2 separate regions of the Arachis hypogaea genome follow, and region 2 is linked to region 1. Evidence: chromatin contacts called from public Hi-C data. All regions are on one chromosome and are shown on one strand. Each heading gives the region's core, a stretch centred on a gene start, on an enhancer-like site or on the middle of the called end of the contact. The rest is flanking DNA. Distances are from core to core; before and after follow the strand shown.

Evidence for each region. A called contact is a pair of places that touch in the nucleus more often than the background predicts.
Region 2: a Hi-C map of an unstated tissue shows a contact between it and region 1, with 4 times the contacts expected there. The contact joins the promoter of LOC112722495 here to the promoter of LOC112722484 in region 1. A contact is called at or near these places in 2 of 8 Hi-C or Micro-C datasets (leaf and an unstated tissue).

What each region holds. Positions count from the first base shown.
Region 1 is chr11:123,944,418-123,949,095 of arahy.Tifrunner.gnm2.J5K5, forward strand. LOC112722484 (arginine biosynthesis bifunctional protein ArgJ, chloroplastic) reads right to left here and starts at 1,659. Exons shown (of 19, transcript XM_072207197.1): 1 at 1,357-1,659; 2 at 1-714. It overlaps LOC112722486 (a long non-coding RNA gene), which reads left to right and starts at 3,257. Exons shown (of 2, transcript XR_011867693.1): 1 at 3,257-4,678.
Region 2 is chr11:124,210,029-124,214,304 of arahy.Tifrunner.gnm2.J5K5, forward strand. It overlaps LOC112722495, which reads left to right and starts at 2,761. Exons shown (of 13, transcript XM_072207224.1): 1 at 2,761-2,843; 2 at 4,237-4,276. It overlaps LOC112722494 (a long non-coding RNA gene), which reads left to right. Exons shown (of 4, transcript XR_011867709.1): 2 at 9-178; 3 at 541-1,096; 4 at 1,208-1,506.

The DNA of each region.
Region 1 (4,678 bases), core at 409-2,908:
GTGACTACAGCACGAGGACGACAGTGACTACGAACTCGCGGAGGACAGCGAACGATGGCTCTGGTGCGTGCTGCTGGTGTGTGGTGTAGACGGCGTGCTGCTGGTGTGTGGAGCACGACAGGGAGAGAGAACCGCTACGACGAGGGGAGAGGGAGAGAAAAGAGCCCCGCCGCTGCAATGGTGCTGTCCAGCGTCGTCGGTAGCGGGGAAGTGTGAGGAGTTTTGGCACAGTGAGATTCGGCGACGCTGTAGGAGGAGTTTTCGGCACCAAGAGGCGGTGAGAGCTCAGAGGATTGGAGACTGGAGAGAGGCTAGAAGGAGTTAGGGTTACTGGTGGCTGTATGCATAGTTATCAGAACCAAACCGGTAATCAATCCGGTCAACCGGTGGGTCACTGATTCCCCCGGTTAACCCGGTCATAAATTAAAAAAATATAAAATTATATAAATAAAATTAAAATAATGTCTTAAAACTAAAAATGCAAATTTTTACAAACATTAATAATTTAATATCAACTTTTAAACATAACTAATGATCTAAAAAAAATAATAAACTAGTTTCTAGTACAAAACACTTTCTCAATTTAAATCAACAAGGGCGAGCAAAAGATAACACAATCGGTAAATCAAATTCAATGGGTGATCTCAAAGTCGGCATCAATATCTTCATAAGACAAATTTGGAGCTTGATCAACATTTTCCTCATTTTGAAATTCTAGCAAAAGAAAAAAACACCAAAGTTTTTAAGCAACAAAAGATTTAGCTATTCAAGTATTCAACAAAAGAGCTTTTAAGCAACAACCACCAAAGTTCAGTGATGAGAATCAACAACAAATTTAACCATTCAAACAAAGTTCACTAAAATTTCCTCAGGTTCAACAACAACTCTAAAAAACCAAATACAACAGCAGCAAGCCAGCAACTACCAGATTTAACAACAATTCTAACTAAAATTTGCTCAGATTCACCAACAACAACCCTAAAAAACCAAATACAACAGCAGCAAGCCAGCAACTACCAGATTCAACAATTCTAACTGAAATTTGCTCAGATTCACCAACAACAACTCTAAAAAACCAACATTCAACAACAGCAAGCCAGCAACTACCAGATTCAATAACAATTCTAACTAAAATTTGCACAGATTCACCAACAACAACTCTAAAAAACCAACATTCAACAAACAGAACGATCAGCAACAACTATAAAATTTGCTCTGGTTCACCGAAATTAACATTGAACCAGAGAAAGAACAGCAACAACAACTCTAAAAACTAAATAAAACAGCAACAACCACCAGATTTACCGAAATCAACATTGAACTACAGAAAGAACAGGATCGAAAACTGGAGCTCACCTGGTTGAGAAGACGACCACCACCCGAGGGAGCAGATGCTGCTTCACTGGTTCCGACGAATATAGTTCACTGCTTCACTGGTGAGAGACCGAGAGAGCGACGAGGTGAGAGACATAGAGACAGCGACGAGGTGAGAGACCAGAGACTGAGAGTGACGAACTGACGAATGACGAGGTGAGGGGCTGCGAGCTCGAGAGAGCAGAGAGACGAGGCTGGGGTTACGCGGGAGAAGGAGGGGGGGGGGGGTGTTGGTTCCACTCGGATTAGTGGCTTAGGGTTCATTCAAAAAGCTTGAAACAGCGTGTTTCAAAAGAAAAAAAATATAAAAAATTAATAAACATGACTCGGACCGGGTTGAATTAACCGGCCGGTCGCCGGGTTTACATAAAATCCGTCGGGTCGAACCGGGTTTTAGCGGGATTATTGCATGGCTGGTTCAATGGATGTCTCGGCCTGGTTAGGTGACTGGTTTCCAGCGGGGTTGAGCCCGGTTTGATAACTATGGCTGTATGGGTTAGATCATTTGGGAGGGGATCCTTTATATAGGGTTTTTTAAAAAAACCGGTTCAGTTCGGTTTGGTTATGATTTTCAATGTCAAAACCGAAAATCGAAACAAACCGCAAAAATAACTGCAAAATATCATTTTTTCAGTTTTTTCAATTTGTTCGGTTATTGATTTTTTCGATTTAGTTAATCGGTTTTGAACACCCCTATAATGAGGGGCTGATGGGGCCGGGTTTTCCTTAGTCAAATTCGATCTTATATTTTGACCTTATGAAATCATATCTTTCTCAGCCCAAAACAGATCAGGTTCTAAAGAGATAGCATAGCAGTTAGGGGTGTGCATAGGTCGGGTGAAACCAAATTTGATGTGATCCAGACCCGGCCCGAAATATATGCTGGGCCTATTTGTTAGACCCGAACCCGGCTCTAGACCCGATGAAATCTAATCACTTTCGAGCCAGAATTATACTGGGTAAAAACCAGGCCGTTAACTACATTATCTACCTTCTTGTAAGCTAGCATGTGAAAATATCCAAATTTTCAAAATTCCAACTATTATTTGACATGGTAAAATTTACTTAGAAAAATATAAGAAGAACCAACCCTTCTCCAAAATTAAAGCATAACCACAATCAATACTAATATTGTCTAATAACACCAAATATTTAAGTCAATACAAATAACACAATATTTTGCATTAGTCTAAAGTCTTATGCATTCTAAACATAAAACATTAACTTATAGTCTTATAATGACTAATAACACAAAATATTAAAGTTTACAATACTTAAATTTCACATAAAAATAACCATAATCCATCAATAGCCATTAGTTGTGTATGATTATCGGACCGCTGGGTCGGATCCGGGTGACCCGAGCTATGGCGTGGTCCCCGTTTCATTCACTTTTTAGATTTCATTTCTTCTCCCCGGGTCTTCATGGTTCAAAATTCTTCAGAACTAGGTCGGTTTTTCGGACCGGACCGAGCCGTGCACACCCCTAATAGCAGTGAGGGAGAGGCAGAGAGCAACAAAAGCGATGCCACGATGGTTGGGTGTGTGGCTTACTGTCTGTGTGTTGTGTTGTGTCATTTCTTTTCGAGTTTTATCGAAATTATAAAAGATTGGGTCGATTCTGATCTAGATTGATTGAATTTAGTATTGATCTACAGTTTAACCTAGTCTTATTAATCTTTAAAACATATTAAAACTGAGAAATTGAGACTGATCTTTATGTAATTAGAATTAGGTAAAGGTTGTTTTAGAGGAGAGGGAGATGATGGTATGAAATTTCAAAAATGGTACTTAAATTATATTTTAATATTTTATTTAATTTAAAATAAAAATTAAAATTAAAATAAATAAAACGACTGAATTACCTCTAGTATTCAAAATAACGAAAAAAAAGAGACACAAAAACCCTTAACCCAACACTACTGCCATCCCTTCCTCCTTTTTCATTTCTCAATTTCAGTGCTTCCCACCGGATCACCCCATTTTGTCGATGCCACTCCCCTCTTCGGCGTCGAGTTCGCCTCCAACGAGAAGGCCTTCACCATTTCTCCATTGCTTCGAATACGGTTCTCTCTCTCTCTCTCTCTCTCTCTCTCTCTCTCTCATCTTTGATGTCTTCTTCATATCTCTTCTTTTTCCTTTTTTTTGTCCTATTTTCATATGGTGCCTCTTTTAATTTGTTTCTTCTGTTGGATGCAAGGACTACAAGAGAATTTGTTGATGTTTTTGTTGAATATTGAGATTGAATAGAGGTAGAATCTTTCGATTAGTGTCGGCCCTCTTTATTTTTCATAGTGAGAGCTTTTGTTTTAGAGATCAAGTGAGTTATTTTGGTGTTTGAGAATTCGTCTTGCTTCTTTGAAGAACAAGTGTCATTTAAGTGTGTGTTATTACATTTTCTCATGTTTTAGATTTTCAATAGATCAAAAGATATAAGGCCTGAATATAGTTAATCAAGCGTGTGTAATCTATTTCCATTTTTTTCATAGAGAGAATGACTTCAAAGCTAGTAGAGTATGCTTTTAAACTTTCGAAACTTAACTAAATTACTTTCGAAGCTTAAACTTTTAAAGCCAGTAGAATATGACTTTATTAAATCTGTGTGTAATCAAGTGTGTAATCATGTTTGGTTTATTGTTGAGGTCACTATATTATATACTTTTAAACTTTCGAAGCTTAACTAAATTACTTTGTAGAATATGACTTTATTAAATCTGTGTGTAATCAAGTGTGTAATCATGTTTGGTTTATTGTTGAGGTCACTATATTATATACTTTTAAACTTTCGAAGCTTAACTAAATTACTTTGTTCAGCAAGTTATTTCAATGTTATTGTTACATTCACTATAGTATAATTGATCTTAGGACTAGTTATTACTTATTACAACCTATATAAAAGTATAATTATTCTTATCAGGTATTAGTTGAATGGAATGCTAGTATACAGAACAGATTGAATTAGAACCAATTTAAGAATGGAATGTTAGTATATAGGGCAGATTTGAATTAGAGGTTCTTGTGCAATACCACATATTGGCTGCTACTTTTGGCAAAACATGTTTTTTAGGTTAAACACATCATAAATCATGACTTCAATCCATTTTTTTTTTAATGTTCCTTTGTGTTTTGTCAACTCTAACAAGTACTTTAGTTTATTTAACAATGACATCTAAAAATAGAAAATCTACATATTATTGAGTTATAGTCTCCTAGTCTCAGTCTTAGTACCTCAAAATAAATACAGCCTTGCAAAAAGCCAGAAATTAGGTTCTTTTAAGCACATTACATTAACTTTTAAATAAAC
Region 2 (4,276 bases), core at 1,511-4,010, 270 kb after region 1:
TTGTACAGCTTGTGTATTTGTCCACCTGCTGAGACTAATAAGAATGGGGATCCAAACCCGGATTTCTATAGGCTTCTATTTCTCGCACTGGACCCTATCGCCGTACCTATTACAACTGCCTTAGTCTGATCTCTTATTTTCATTACGAAATATGCTGATGGGGCTCATGCTTCCCTAGGTTCCAGTGCCTTTTTCATTTATACTGCAGTTATGTCTTGCTGTTTCATTCATTGTGAGCTTCGTGTTATATTATACATTACATATTATATATTATTTACTATATTAAATCTACTATATATACCCCGCATCATCCCACATCCTTTATATATATGCATCTTCAATAGAGAATATCTATCAATATAATTATATGCGTGAAAAAATATGTTTGTACATATACCCATAAATATTCTCTAAATATCTTATCAATTGTGACTAAATTTATGTGCTCACATAAATATTAAAATACATATATATATATACACATTTCATGCACGTTAACTGATGTTTATTTGCTTTGTGTTCTTTCTATGTGTTTCTTAGAGACGAGTTCCAGTTTCCGGACCTTTTTATCGTGCTTTTTTGCCACGAACTAGGTGATTTTATGATGTTCAAAGACAACCATAAAAATGAGTATCGCGTGATATTAGACAAGGTGGGGCACAGCGCCTTTTTCTCCGATGGTTTTCGTTCCATGGTTGCCGCCTATAATATCAGGCACGGGGCTTGGTTAGCGCATACTACCAAGGTGATGGAACTCTATGCATTTCTATAAGAAATCTTGATGGAACCCAGATTATTTATCCAAGGTCACAAAGCAGTAGTATCCCCACGATTCCGAGGCTGATTAATATGGATCAACACGCTGGCGCCGTCTCTCGTGATGTGTTTCGCACTGGTGACGTCATCCCACCATTTGCTCTCCCATATACTCCTCCACCGTCGCCTAAACTGCACAATAGAAATGGGAGTCCTGATTATCAGGCAAACACGCTTGGGTGTCCCATTTATTGTGCATCCACTGCTTCCCGTACAAGTCAGATTATGCGCGCCGACATTCTTTCACTGGTAGCCGCACGGAGTGAATCGATTATGCCAGGTGAGCGCCCCATTTTTTTAAATGCCAATCGACAATTGCAATGGTCAGTCTACATGTCATTATTGCTTTTCTTTTTTGTTTGGGTATGCTCTAATCCCTTTGGTTACATAGTTTTTTGTTTAAGAGGCAACCCCGGCAGCTTCTCTGAGTGGATCCCCCGCTGAAGTTCATTCCGCGGTTGCTGGAAATCAGTCATGCCACCTAGCATGCTTAGTGTCTTTATCATTTGCCTTAACTCATTTTGTCATACAAGAAATGTTACTTCTCCATGGTGACGTTTTTTTTTTCTCCTTAGCTCCATATTTAGTGGTGTCTGCACAGTATAAGTTTATTTACCCGTATGGATACTTATGATGTATGCCACAACTAGCAATCTATCCCAATGATGTATCTTGCCGCATTAGTAATTAGTAATGGATGTCAACTTATTTATGCATATATATATATATATATATATATATATATATATATATATATATATTTCCTTATAACTATCAGTTTATATTTATATTGACTTATTTACTTATTTACGTTTATTTCAGTAAAATCAAATCTATATATGCATGTCCACTTATATAAATAGAAATCAAATCTATATATATACATGTCCACGTATGGAAATAGAAATTTATGAACATACATATATATATATATATATATATATATATATATATATATAACAAATCATTTCCATATGGATATACGTGTTTTTTTTCAAATGATCGTTATTTATTTATACTGCTATAAGTTTGTGATTTCTTATACATTTATCTTAATCTTATACAGTTATCATAATGTCTTGCATTCAATTTAATTTATATCTATTCGTATATTTATTACATTAATAATTACTCATAATAATTATATTTATTACTATTGTATTACTCTTTTTGGAGCTAAGAATATAACTATATAAGTATATATATAATATATATTTATATATTATTGACTGCTTACCGTCCTTTCAATTACCTTCAGTCATCGCTTTTATATTTAATTTTGTATTTTTATGTATTTGTTCATATTAAATAACAGTCAATGTGTATTGAATTCATATTTCATATATTATTAAATTTATAGTAATATTTAACACTCTAATCTATTAAATTTATTAAATATATACTAACATTCATGACTCTAAACGTATGGGTTACCTTCCAGTAGTTTTATTTTATTGCTTTGTGTTTTCAAAAAATTTTATATTATTTTCATATTCATAACATGCCACTGTCTTTTAGCCCCTAAGCCTACTATTAATTGATAATTTTTTATTTCAAACTTTCTCATTATTCTAATTTTTGTTTTTTTTTTTTTTTTGGGATTTGTTATGTTTTACTTTGGGTTCATCTAATTGTGTAGTAGCTTTACCTGTGGTTTCAGTGAAACCTTTTTTGCCTTGATTTTAATGTTAGTTTCCTTTGTTTTTGCAACTAAATTTCTGTCGTGTTTTCTCTTCCATTTTTTATTGTATTCAATGTATGTGTGTATGTATTTTATTGTATTCAACGTATGTATACATTGTGTTCAACGTCTAACTTAACAATCATAAATAATAATTGCAACCTCTTAACCACTGCTATCAGTTAATAAAGGCCCTGTTTTCTTTTGACTTTTCCACCCTCAACTCCTCAGTCCCTTTAACCCACGAAGAAATATAGGCTAACTGGTGTGCGCGGTGGATTTTTTCTTCTTATCTTTTTCGCTTGCTGACCTCTTCTGCCCAGATGTGGATCTTTTTGTTTACACCGTGAGTTCTCCCACCTTTATCTTATGTATTGTGGTTGCAATTACTGTAATAACTCCCGATTAGGCACTGTCTTATCATGTGGTTCGATTGTAAAACAAAACTTTTCCTATTGTTCTGAATTGTTACACAAATTTCCTATTCTACTACATCGTACTCTACCCACAATGTTTTCTTGTTGGTTACCTCGTGGGAACCATTTGTCTATTTGAGATTTTGCTTAATACTATCTTTCAGTTGTTCATGGCATTTTCATCTCCATCTTTGGTTATTGATGATACCCATGGGTTGCCTATTATGGGGGCATAATCATTCTGTTGCTTTAATATATCAGGAGACATGTTGAATATCTGTGCATCGAACACTGGGAGTAAATGTATGGTTTTTTCGGTCGAGCCTTTTTTGGTGCATTTTTCCCTCAAACTTCACATTAACTTCTGCTCCACCAGGTTATCGTTTCATTAAGGATCAAGCATTTGTCGTAACCAACCGTTACTTATTTTTCAAGCCGTCGTCGCTCTTTCGTGCAATGTTTTTCACCAATTTTGTGATGAAATATCCAATGAGGTTAAATTTATTGATATGTCCGGTAACATATTCACTGTGACAGTTCGAAAGACTCCTTTTCTATGTCTAAGTGTTGGCGATTTACGGCAGCTAACGCATGCATACGACATCAAGTCGAGCTGTTGGCTTTTCTTGTGTTATGTTGGAATCACAGTCTTTTTTATCCTTCATGTGAAACACACGCATGCACGTTCTGTGGAGGATCCACTGTCAGAACATGACCTGTGTTATGTCAAAAAAACCCTTGGTGAAATCTGTGCTTTTTCGTGTAACTCTGCCTGCACGGTTGGCCACGACGAGGATTTGTTGCTCTGCGATGAGTTTCACTTAAATCTGGGCTCTCCTCTGGAACCCAACGGCGATACGTACACAATCCAGCTAGCATCTAGCGTGGAAAACAACCTAGCCCTTTGTGTATTTCTGGATTTGTTTATAGCCTCATGGAATCCTCTTGCCATTTCGTATTTTGATTATCGTGCTCTTAGTTCCATGCTGGGTCATTATTCAGTTATGTACCCAGAAATTCTGCCCAGATTGATGCCAATCCGGGATGCCACTGTTGTTAACAAAAAGATATCAAAATATCAAGCGACCGAATATATTCTAGTGAGCTATTCTTGCATGCCTCTTTCTTTTCGTGTCTGATTTCCTCTCGCACTTGAGGTTTAGGTAGCGGCATTATAAGGTAGTGTTGCATCGTATAATCGTTAAACACAAACTGTGTATCCTGCTATTGTTGTCTTCATGTTTTTTTGCTTCACCTCAATGTGGTTTTTTAAGCAACTCAATTTCATCTCCTTTGAAATACTTTTTGTTGCCTTCTTTCTAGACTCTGCCGATCAGTTTCGTCGAGCGGGCTTTTCAGATTA